Regions from separate parts of the Sus scrofa genome. Here region 1 is linked to region 2. The links are chromatin contacts, called in public HiChIP or PLAC-seq maps. All regions are on one chromosome and are shown on one strand. The core of a region is the stretch at or near the end of the contact, and the rest is flanking DNA. Distances in the headings are between cores, read along the strand shown.

Evidence for each region. HiChIP or PLAC-seq counts read pairs in DNA pulled down with a chosen protein or histone mark.
Region 1: a contact with region 2 is called in an H3K27ac HiChIP or PLAC-seq map of alveolar macrophages. The contact joins the promoter of FERMT3 here to the promoter of MAP4K2 in region 2. A contact is called at or near these places in 1 of 5 promoter capture datasets (fetal liver) and 1 of 2 datasets of contacts at active chromatin or transcription factors (alveolar macrophages).

Annotation. Positions count from the first base shown.
Region 1 is chr2:7,907,321-7,911,674 of Sscrofa11.1, reverse strand. It overlaps FERMT3 (fermitin family homolog 3), which reads left to right and starts at 1,783. Exons shown (of 15, transcript XM_003122594.4): 1 at 1,783-2,186; 2 at 2,703-2,875. The coding sequence starts at 2,716. STIP1 (stress-induced-phosphoprotein 1) reads left to right here. Exons shown (of 15, transcript XM_003353794.4): 15 at 1-232.
Region 2 is chr2:7,363,672-7,367,682 of Sscrofa11.1, reverse strand. MAP4K2 (mitogen-activated protein kinase kinase kinase kinase 2) reads right to left here and starts at 2,499. Exons shown (of 32, transcript XM_005660728.2): 1 at 2,300-2,499; 2 at 2,119-2,176; 3 at 1,789-1,879; 4 at 1,639-1,703; 5 at 1,278-1,333; 6 at 901-948; 7 at 773-815; 8 at 335-407; 9 at 115-246; 10 at 1-38. The coding sequence starts at 2,395. It overlaps MEN1 (menin), which reads right to left. Exons shown (of 10, transcript XM_003122585.5): 10 at 2,731-4,011. The coding sequence ends at 3,555.

The DNA.
Region 1 (4,354 bases), core at 534-3,033, 540 kb before region 2:
TCCCGGCACACGCATGGTCTCTTCTGCTGCCCTCGAGTTCCATGTCTCCTTCCCCTGCCCCCAGTCGCTGTCTCAGCTGCTCTCCCATAGTTGGTTATTTTTTATTTGGGACAGTGGGCTTGTATGGGGAGGGGAGGGTGTGCTTCCCAACCTCAGGTCCCAGCTGTTCTCACATTGTTAACTCCACGTCCTCTTCTCCAATAAAACAAGCCAGTCAGGCGTGGTTATACAAGGCTGTGTCCCTAATTTTTATGCCAAAAGATTTTGCTGTCCTGCGGGGTCACAGCCTGGGTTGGCAGAAGTGTGAGTGCAGATTGGCTCCTGAGAACCAGAGCCTGTCTGTCTGTCCTCAAGGGGTGGGGTCTGTGTGAGCTTGACCTGGTTCCACAGCCTAGTGAGGTGGCCGCTAGGTGGTGCTGTTGCTCAGTGAACCATTGGAGGGAAATCGGAGGCTCCAGCCCAGAGAGGCCCAGCTCCTGAGGTTCAGATGAACTTCCAGTTCTCCACATTCTAATCTCAAATCCACAAACCAGTTAGACCCAAAGGATGCTGGATCTCACCCGTGAAACAAAACCAATTTCCATTGCAAGAGATGCTTCAGACCTCCCTTTTGGAGAGCTGAAGTCTGTCAGCTGCTGCTTGTTAAGTTTTACTTCTTAACTCCCTGCCCTGGACTGAGCCTGAGCACTTTATCATGGTTGCAACAAACTTTCTAAAACCTTGGCCTGGGGTTTCTTCTGGGGCTGGAATAAAACTTCCTCATTTGCTCCATGAGTGCAGCTTGTTGGTTAGGAAGCAGCTGAGGCCAGCAGCTGGCTGCACTTCCTGCAGCCTTGACTTTGCATAAACTGGCCCCTTGGGAATCCCCAGCAGGCCGCCTCACTCATTTGGGTGGCATAGTTCAAAAGCCACCTCCACAGGGATTCCTCTACCTTTGTTGCTACTGTCTCTTCAGGCTCTGTTCCATCCCCAAACTGATCATCTAGAAAGTTGGATTTCTGCTTGGGGAGTTCCCATTGTGGCACAGCGAAAACGAATCTGACTAGGAACCATGAGGTTGTGGGTTTGATCCCTGGCCTTGCTCAGTGGGTTAAGGATCCGGTCTTGCCATGAGCTGTGGTGTAGGTCGCAGACTCGTCCCGGATCTGGCATTGCTGTGGCCATGGCATAGGCTGGCAGTTGTAGCTCCAATTCAACCCCTAGCCTGGGAACCTCCATGTGCTGAGGTTGAGGCCCTAAAAGGACAAAAAACAAAGAATTTCTGCTTGGGAGCTGCTGGTGAATATAAGGCCTTGCTCCCAAAGCTCAGGTACCCGTGTGGGTGATAGGCAGGAAGATGATGGGCTGCCAGGAGTCTCCAAGTCCCGTGTGTGTATGGACTTAACAGGAGTGAGCCTCGTGGGCCCTGGCCTAGGGAAGCACGAGCAGGTGGTGCCACAGTGGCGGAAACAAGTCTGGAGCCTTAAGACCTGAAGGTGCGGGGCAGGCAGGTTGGGAGACATCAGGGCTAATTTCTGTTCAGCCACTCCCGTGGGCAGCTCTCTGGCTGACAGGTTTGGAGGTAGAAGTCCCTGCTTGGGCAGAAAAGACAAAGCGGGTATTTCCCTCGGGGTTGGGGGGCTTTCACGGATCTGCTTTGTGGTGATAAAGGGCCTCCTAGGCTTGAGCTGACTTGACCTGCCAAGTTCCCAAGCAACCCGGATCCCACCCACAGCTCCCCCTCTTGGCAGCAGAGTGATGCGTACAGCCCAGAGACCCCCCCACCTCATGACAGGTTGGAGATGAGAGATGGCTTTCTCTAGGGGAACATGATTTGGTAACTTCTCTGATTTGAATTGAGCTTTCCTCCAAAGGAAGGGACTCTTGGCGTGGTCTTGGGTCCCCAAGCCCCACTTGCTTCCTGTGCTCACTGGGAGCAAAGGCAGGGCCCCAGTGGAACCCTCACCGCCACCGCCACCTCCACCTCCCTACTGGCAGTTGCTTCCTGCACCCAGCTCCAGCCCGCCCTGGGGAGGGGCTGAGCCCGCCCTGTTCATGATAAGACGCAAGGGCTGCCCTCTGAAGAAAGCTCCAGAGAGAAAGCGGAGGGGAAAGAAGCGAGCAGTGGCCTGCAGGTGTGCGGGCTGAGGCCAGGAGTGGCTCACACCCTGACCCCCCACCAGCAACCCCACCCCCTTGCAGACAAGGTAAGTGGGTGGGAGGCCGGAGGCCCAAAGACCCTTGTCTTCCCCGGCCTCCCGGTGCCCCTCTGCCCAGCGTGCCTCTCTCCATGTGGCAGCCTGGACTTCCCACTGCCCTAGAGAGGCTCCGGCTGGTTTGGGGTGATGGAGCTGAGCTTTGGGCCTGATCCGGACTATTTTCTGACCTGGGTTTACAACCATTTCCAGGGTGGGCAGCTGCCAGTGTGGGCTTGGGGCCGGGCTACGGGCATGGAGCTGAGTCATCTTGAGGGAGCCCCTTCCTCTCTTACCCGCCCTCATCTTCCGTCTGGTACGAAGGGAGAGGGCTGGGTGACGTGGTCGCCGAGGGTCCCTCCAGCTCAACCATCTCCGCTCTGCCTGGAACGACTCGGCCCGTGTCTTGCTGCCGTTGGGGCGTTCTGGCCCGAGGGCTCACTCTCTCCCTCCCGCTTGCCCCGGGGAACCACGGGCGACCTGCCAGGCCCCGGTTGCCCACCCAGCGTCCTGCCCACCCTCCCGCAGAGCCACCGCAGCCATGGCGGGCATGCAGACAGCCACGGGGGACTACATCGACTCGTCCTGGGAGCTGCGGGTGTTCGTCGGAGAAGAGGACCCCGAGGCCGAGTCGGTCACCCTCCGGGTCACAGGGGAGTCGCACATCGGTGGGGTGCTCCTGAAGATTGTGGAGGAGATCAGTGAGTGCCCACGGGTCCCCTGGCACTTCCGGGCCGGCCCTGCTGCGCAGCTCTCGATAACAGAGTCGCAGTGACTCAGGCAGCAGCTTAATCATTTGGTTCCAAAAAAGATATTTCCCCAACTTAACTTCCGCTCCCTCCCGCTGTCTTTCCTTCCTCCCCTCCAACTGGCTTTGCTAAGACCCCAAGGGGCAGCCCCAGTCCCCCGTTCACCCACTTCTGGGCAGGAGAGGCCTGGCCTTGGGGGTCATTCTGGGGGTCTGAGGGGAGAGCAGAGGGGGCTCTTGGTGACAGGGACTCACTCCCACACCCTCTCCTCAGGCGGAAGCCCTCAGCAGGCTGGTGACAGGCCCAGCCTGGGTGGGAAGGCCCTGCCCCCACAGGAAGTTACAGCAGAGCGGCCTGTGGTATCAGCCTGGAAGGGAGCAGGCCTGGTGATGGGGGCTTCTCATCGCCTTTCTCTGCTGGGAGCGGGGGCGGCCCCTTCCTGGGAGGGCAGCAGGCCCACTCCGATAGCCAGAGCCGGAAGGCAGACCCACCGATAGGCCCAGGCAGCCTGGGTCCCAGGGCCCTTGCCCGTGGGGACAGGTGGATTCCTCAGACCAGCTGATGTGCCCTGCAGAGCCCAGGAGGGAGGTCGGTCAGCTTGTGGACAGCACGGGGCCCCGGGCAGCCCGGCCAGAGGCTGAGGTGGTGTGGGGAGCTTCTAGAAGGCAAGGCCCAAGGAGGCCGTGAAAGCAGAAGTGGAGACTGGCGGGTCCCTCAGGAGGCTGGGCGTCAGATGGAGACTCAGCAGGCCTGGCCTCGTAGGGCAGAGAGAACGAAAACCCGGTTGGCCCTGGGGCATGGCCCACGGCAAAGCAAGAGACCTAAACAAAAAAGCTGGTCAGACCCCACTCTCCATTGCTGCTGGGCCCCCAGGGTCAAGTCCCTCCAGTTCCTGTCCCCTGGCCTGGGATACTGTCCCCATACCTTTTCTCCCACTCCGACATCTCTGAGGCTCAGCCAAGCCGCCTGTGCCAGCTGCTGGCCTGGAACGCAACGGGGCAGGTGAGCCTCCCACTTTAGCCGCCAGCACAGGGCTGAGCATTAGCTGATGCAGAAGGGGAGCCATCCTGGGAGCCTGGAGCCAAGATGGGCCACAGCTAGCCCAGGACAGAGAGACTTCCCAAGAGAGGCTGCTTAATATGCGTCCTGAGAGGAAGCTGCAGCAAAGAGGAGCCCCGCCAGTTTGGGGGCAGAGCTGAGGTCCAAATTGGGGCCCCTAGGCCAGGGGGGGACTCCTGGAGTGTCACAAGAAACAAGGCTGGCGTGACCACCATAAGGCATTTTAGATTCCATCCTGGGGAGTTCCTGTTGTGGCTCAGTGGGTTAAGAACCTGATATGTGTCGGCGAGGATGCAATCCCTGGCCTTGCTTGGTGGATTAAGCATCTGGGGCATTGCCACAAGCTTCAGCGTAGCTCCCATATGAGGCTTG
Region 2 (4,011 bases), core at 1,250-3,749:
GCGGCTGGAAGCTGCTCTTTGACATAAGCATCAAGGCCCTGTGGAGACCACAAGGTCAGAGGGCGAGGGTCAGCAGGGCTCTCGGGGTCGGGCAAAGGCAAGTGTTCAGCTGACCTCATGGGGTGCAGGTGGAAGAGAGGGGGCTGGAGCTCGCCCAGCTCGATGGCGGTGATGCCCAGAGCCCAGACGTCACACAGCTCATTGTAGCCACCTTTGCGCTCCACAGCAGCCACTTCTGGGGCCATCCTAGAGGCAGGCAGGTCACAGGTGAGACAGCCAGGTGCCTCACGGCTTCCCCCCCACCGCGCCCCCCTCCCCAGAGGTGCAGCCTCACCAGTACGGAGTCCCAATGAAAGACCTCCTCTTAGCTACAGATGCCGTCAGCTCACCAGACACCCCAAAGTCAGCTGCAGGGGAAAGGGCCGCTCTCATCCAGCTCCAGGGCTCAGGTTCACCATGCAGCTGGCAGGGCTCAGCCAGCAGGTGGCCCAGGTTCAGCCACAGCTGCCCCAGGCATAAGGCAAAGCCAGGTCCCGTCCCAGCAGGGGCCAACCACCTGCTATCCCGGATGGGTTCTGTGTAGGACTCCATACAGACCCAACCACATCCAACGTCTAGCAGGAAGGGAAGCCGCTTTCACTTTCCAAACAGGGAAACTGAGGCCCAAGTGGTAAAGCGACTTGCCAAAGGACAAGTAGCAGGTGAACGCAGGCTCGAAGGCTCCAGGGGCTCCCAAGAACCCTCGCCCTGATTGTGTCCCCATGGTACTGACCCAGCTTGACATCTCCCTGGAGGGTGAGGAGAAGGTTGGCTCCCTGTGGGAACGGAGGAGAGAAGGTCCCGTCTGGCGTCCCCGAGTGCCTCCTCCTCGCTCCCACCATGCCCCGGCCAGACCCCTACCTTTATGTCTCGGTGGATCTTCCCCTGAGAATGCAAGTGGTGCAGCCCCTGGGGACGAAGAGGAGCCCCTGAGAGCAGGGACCCAGCATCTCCCACCTCTCCTGAACCCCCTCTCAGGACTGGGGCCCCCCACCCAAGCCGCTTCCTCCTCCCCTCTCCCCAAACAGGAAGTGGCTGAGCCAAGAGGGAAATGGGCTGCTTCCGGCAACAGGGCTGGGGGGCCGGGGGGCCCCTTCCCCCCAGGACCCACAGCCCCCCAGGCCAGCTCTGCCTCAGGCCTCCACCCACCCCATCCCCCAACACACACACCAGCCCACAGGGCTCCCTGCCCAGCTCCTGGGGATTGAGGGTGAGAGCAGCTCTAGGGGCCCAGCTACCTTCAGTGCCTCTCGGCAGACATAGGCAATCTGCCGTTCCTCCAGGGGCCCCGTGGCTGAAATGGAAGGGGTAAGGGCTGGCATGGGGGTCCGGGGGACATGCTGCCCCTCCCAGGCTCCACCCTGTGTGGGGAAAGCAGCAGGCACTGCTAGGTGAAAGGAGAGCCGGCCACATCCCCTCCCGGCGTAGGCTGGGATTCAGAGTCCAGAGAAGGACAGTGTTTCTTTCAAGGTCACACAGCCAGTGAGAAATGGACAGGGGCCCAAATCCAGGGCTCCAGCTCTCCCTTCCTGCCCTGTGTTGGGGTAGGGGATGGGGAGAAGGCTGCGGTCCCCTGGGCCCTGGAGTCCTGGCCCTCACCGTGGTAAATCTCCTGCAGGGACCCCCCTCCGCAGAACTCCATGCAGATCCACAAGCGGTCATTCCTGGGGTGACACAGAGCTGGGGTGGGCACTTGGCAGGGCCACGTGGGGGCTGCCTGGGGGCGGGCAAGGGATCAAGCAACCTCACCTAAGGTAGCTGCCAATGTAGGCCACCACATTGGGGTGGCGGCACTCACGCAGGATGGTGATTTCCTGCTGGAGGGAACTGATGTCGTCCCCTGGGAAACATGGGGCTTCGTTAAAGGGGCCGCGTGGGGCTCACCCTAACTCGGCGCCCCCATCTGCAAAATGGGCACAGAGTGCCTCCTCCCTCCAGGCCAGACAGGTGCCGCTGACGGTGCCTCCAGGGCCTGCCTCTCAGGGGGTCTCGGAAATGTCAACTCTCCGCCCCTCACATCGCGCCCGCGCGGCGCGGTGCCCTCCCTCTGGCGCTAAGGGCCTGGCCCCGGGCCCTCACCTGGATCTAGCTTGACTATCTTGACCGCGGCCAGTTCGGACGTGACCGTGTCGCGGGCCTGCAAGGGGCGGAGGGGTGAAGCGGGATGAGGAGGGGGCGGGGCTGGGGGCTGGATCCCGCAGCGGGCGCGGAGTGCGCACCCTCCTCGCCTCTCTCCCGCCAGTCCCGCCGCCCGGCGCACCTTGTAGACGTCGCCATAGGTCCCGGCCCCCACGCGCTGCAGCAGCTCGAAGCGGTCCCGTGGATCCTGCAGCGACACGTTCTGCAGTAGCGCCATGGCCCGGCGCCGGGCAGGCGCGAGCTGCGGAGCGGCGGAGCCGGCGCGGAGCGGCGCGGGGCGGGGCGGGGCGGGGTGGGACCGCCGGGGCGGGCGCCGGTGGCTCCGAGGCCGCGGGGGTGGGGCCGGGGCCCGGGGCGGGGCCAGGCCGGGGATGCCCCGCCGCCCGGCCGGGAGGAGGCGCCCGCGGGAGCGGCCCTCGGCCGCAGGGGGAAGCCAGCCACCGTTTCCTCGCGCTCTGCAGGTGGGGAGCCCGAAGCCCGGAGGGCTAGAAAGCAGAGGAAGGAGGGGGCGCTCCACCCGCAAGTTCCCACATGACACACGGACAAGTTTTGTTTTGTTTTTTTTACAAAATGTATTCATCTTCCTCGCAACTGAAAAATAAATCTATGTACAAAACAGGAAGAGATCAGGCTCCCTTCACCCATTTGCAAACCCGTGCAGATTTCCTCGGGGTCCCCCGAGACGGGCTGGACCTCAGGGAGGTTCCCAAAGGGTCGGATGAGAGGTCTGCTCTGATCTGGGGCCAGTTTGGTCAGGAAGGGGGCGGGGCTCAGGATTCACACAGGCCAGGAGCGTTTCGTGTCCCGGACTCATGGGATAGAGAAGGGAGGAAGCTATGATTTCCAAATTCTGGAAGCGTTGCTTAGGCTTTTTGGCTGTAGGGGGGTTGGATTCCCAAAGGATGGAATTCCGAAGTGCGGAAATGTACTCTAAGGGGCTGAGCGGGGTCCTTGGTTCCCGGACCTGTGCTTCTAGGGTTTAGGATGAAACCTCGGCCCTAGGGGCTGGAAGCAACCTTGAGCCAACACTGGTCAGGCCGAAGGCTAGAGCCTCGGTTCTGAGGTGGAGCCCGAGTTTCCCGCGGTTAGATCTTTAAAGACTGGTGAAGGGCTCAGGGTAAGGTTTCAAATGGCCAGCTGGGATCCTGGGGGATGGGCTCTACATTCCAACGACTGGGCAAAGCCCTCGGTTCGGGCGCTGGGTACAGTCTGTACTCTGGGAACCTGCAGCCTGGGTTCCGGGTAGGGTGGGGCCTGAGGGCGGGGCCTAAGCGCCCTCGGCCGGGGGCGGAGCCCGGGCTCCCTAGGGGGCTGGGGTGGAGCCTCAGCGGATGGAGGGCGGGCTCCCAGTGGGCGGGTGGGGAGGCCCGGCGACTTCAAAGGCCCTTGCGCTGCCGCTTGAGGAAGGAAAGCGTGTAGTCACTAGGTGTAGACACCTTCTGCTTCTTCATCTGCACTTGTGACTGCGCCGTGAGCTGCAGCTTGATGGCGCTCGAATTGATCTTGGTGGCCACGAGCAGCTCCTTCATGCCCTTCATCTTCTCGCTCTGGAAAGTCAGCACCGGACCCTCCGGTGGCGGCGAGGCGGCGGGCGCCGGGGTCGGCGCCGCGCTACCGCCCTCGGGGCCGCGGGCAGTGCCCGAGACCGTCCCTGGGGGCTTCCGGGGGGCTCCCGGCACCGCGCCCTGGCCCGCGCCGGGGCCCTTGTCCAGCGCCGGCTTCTTGGGCGGCGGCGGCTCCTCAGGCTTGGATTCCCGCCGCGGGCCTCGCCGCCGGCCTTCCCGGGCTTCCTCGCCCCACGGCTCCTCCGCTTCGGCCGCCTCCGCCTCGCGG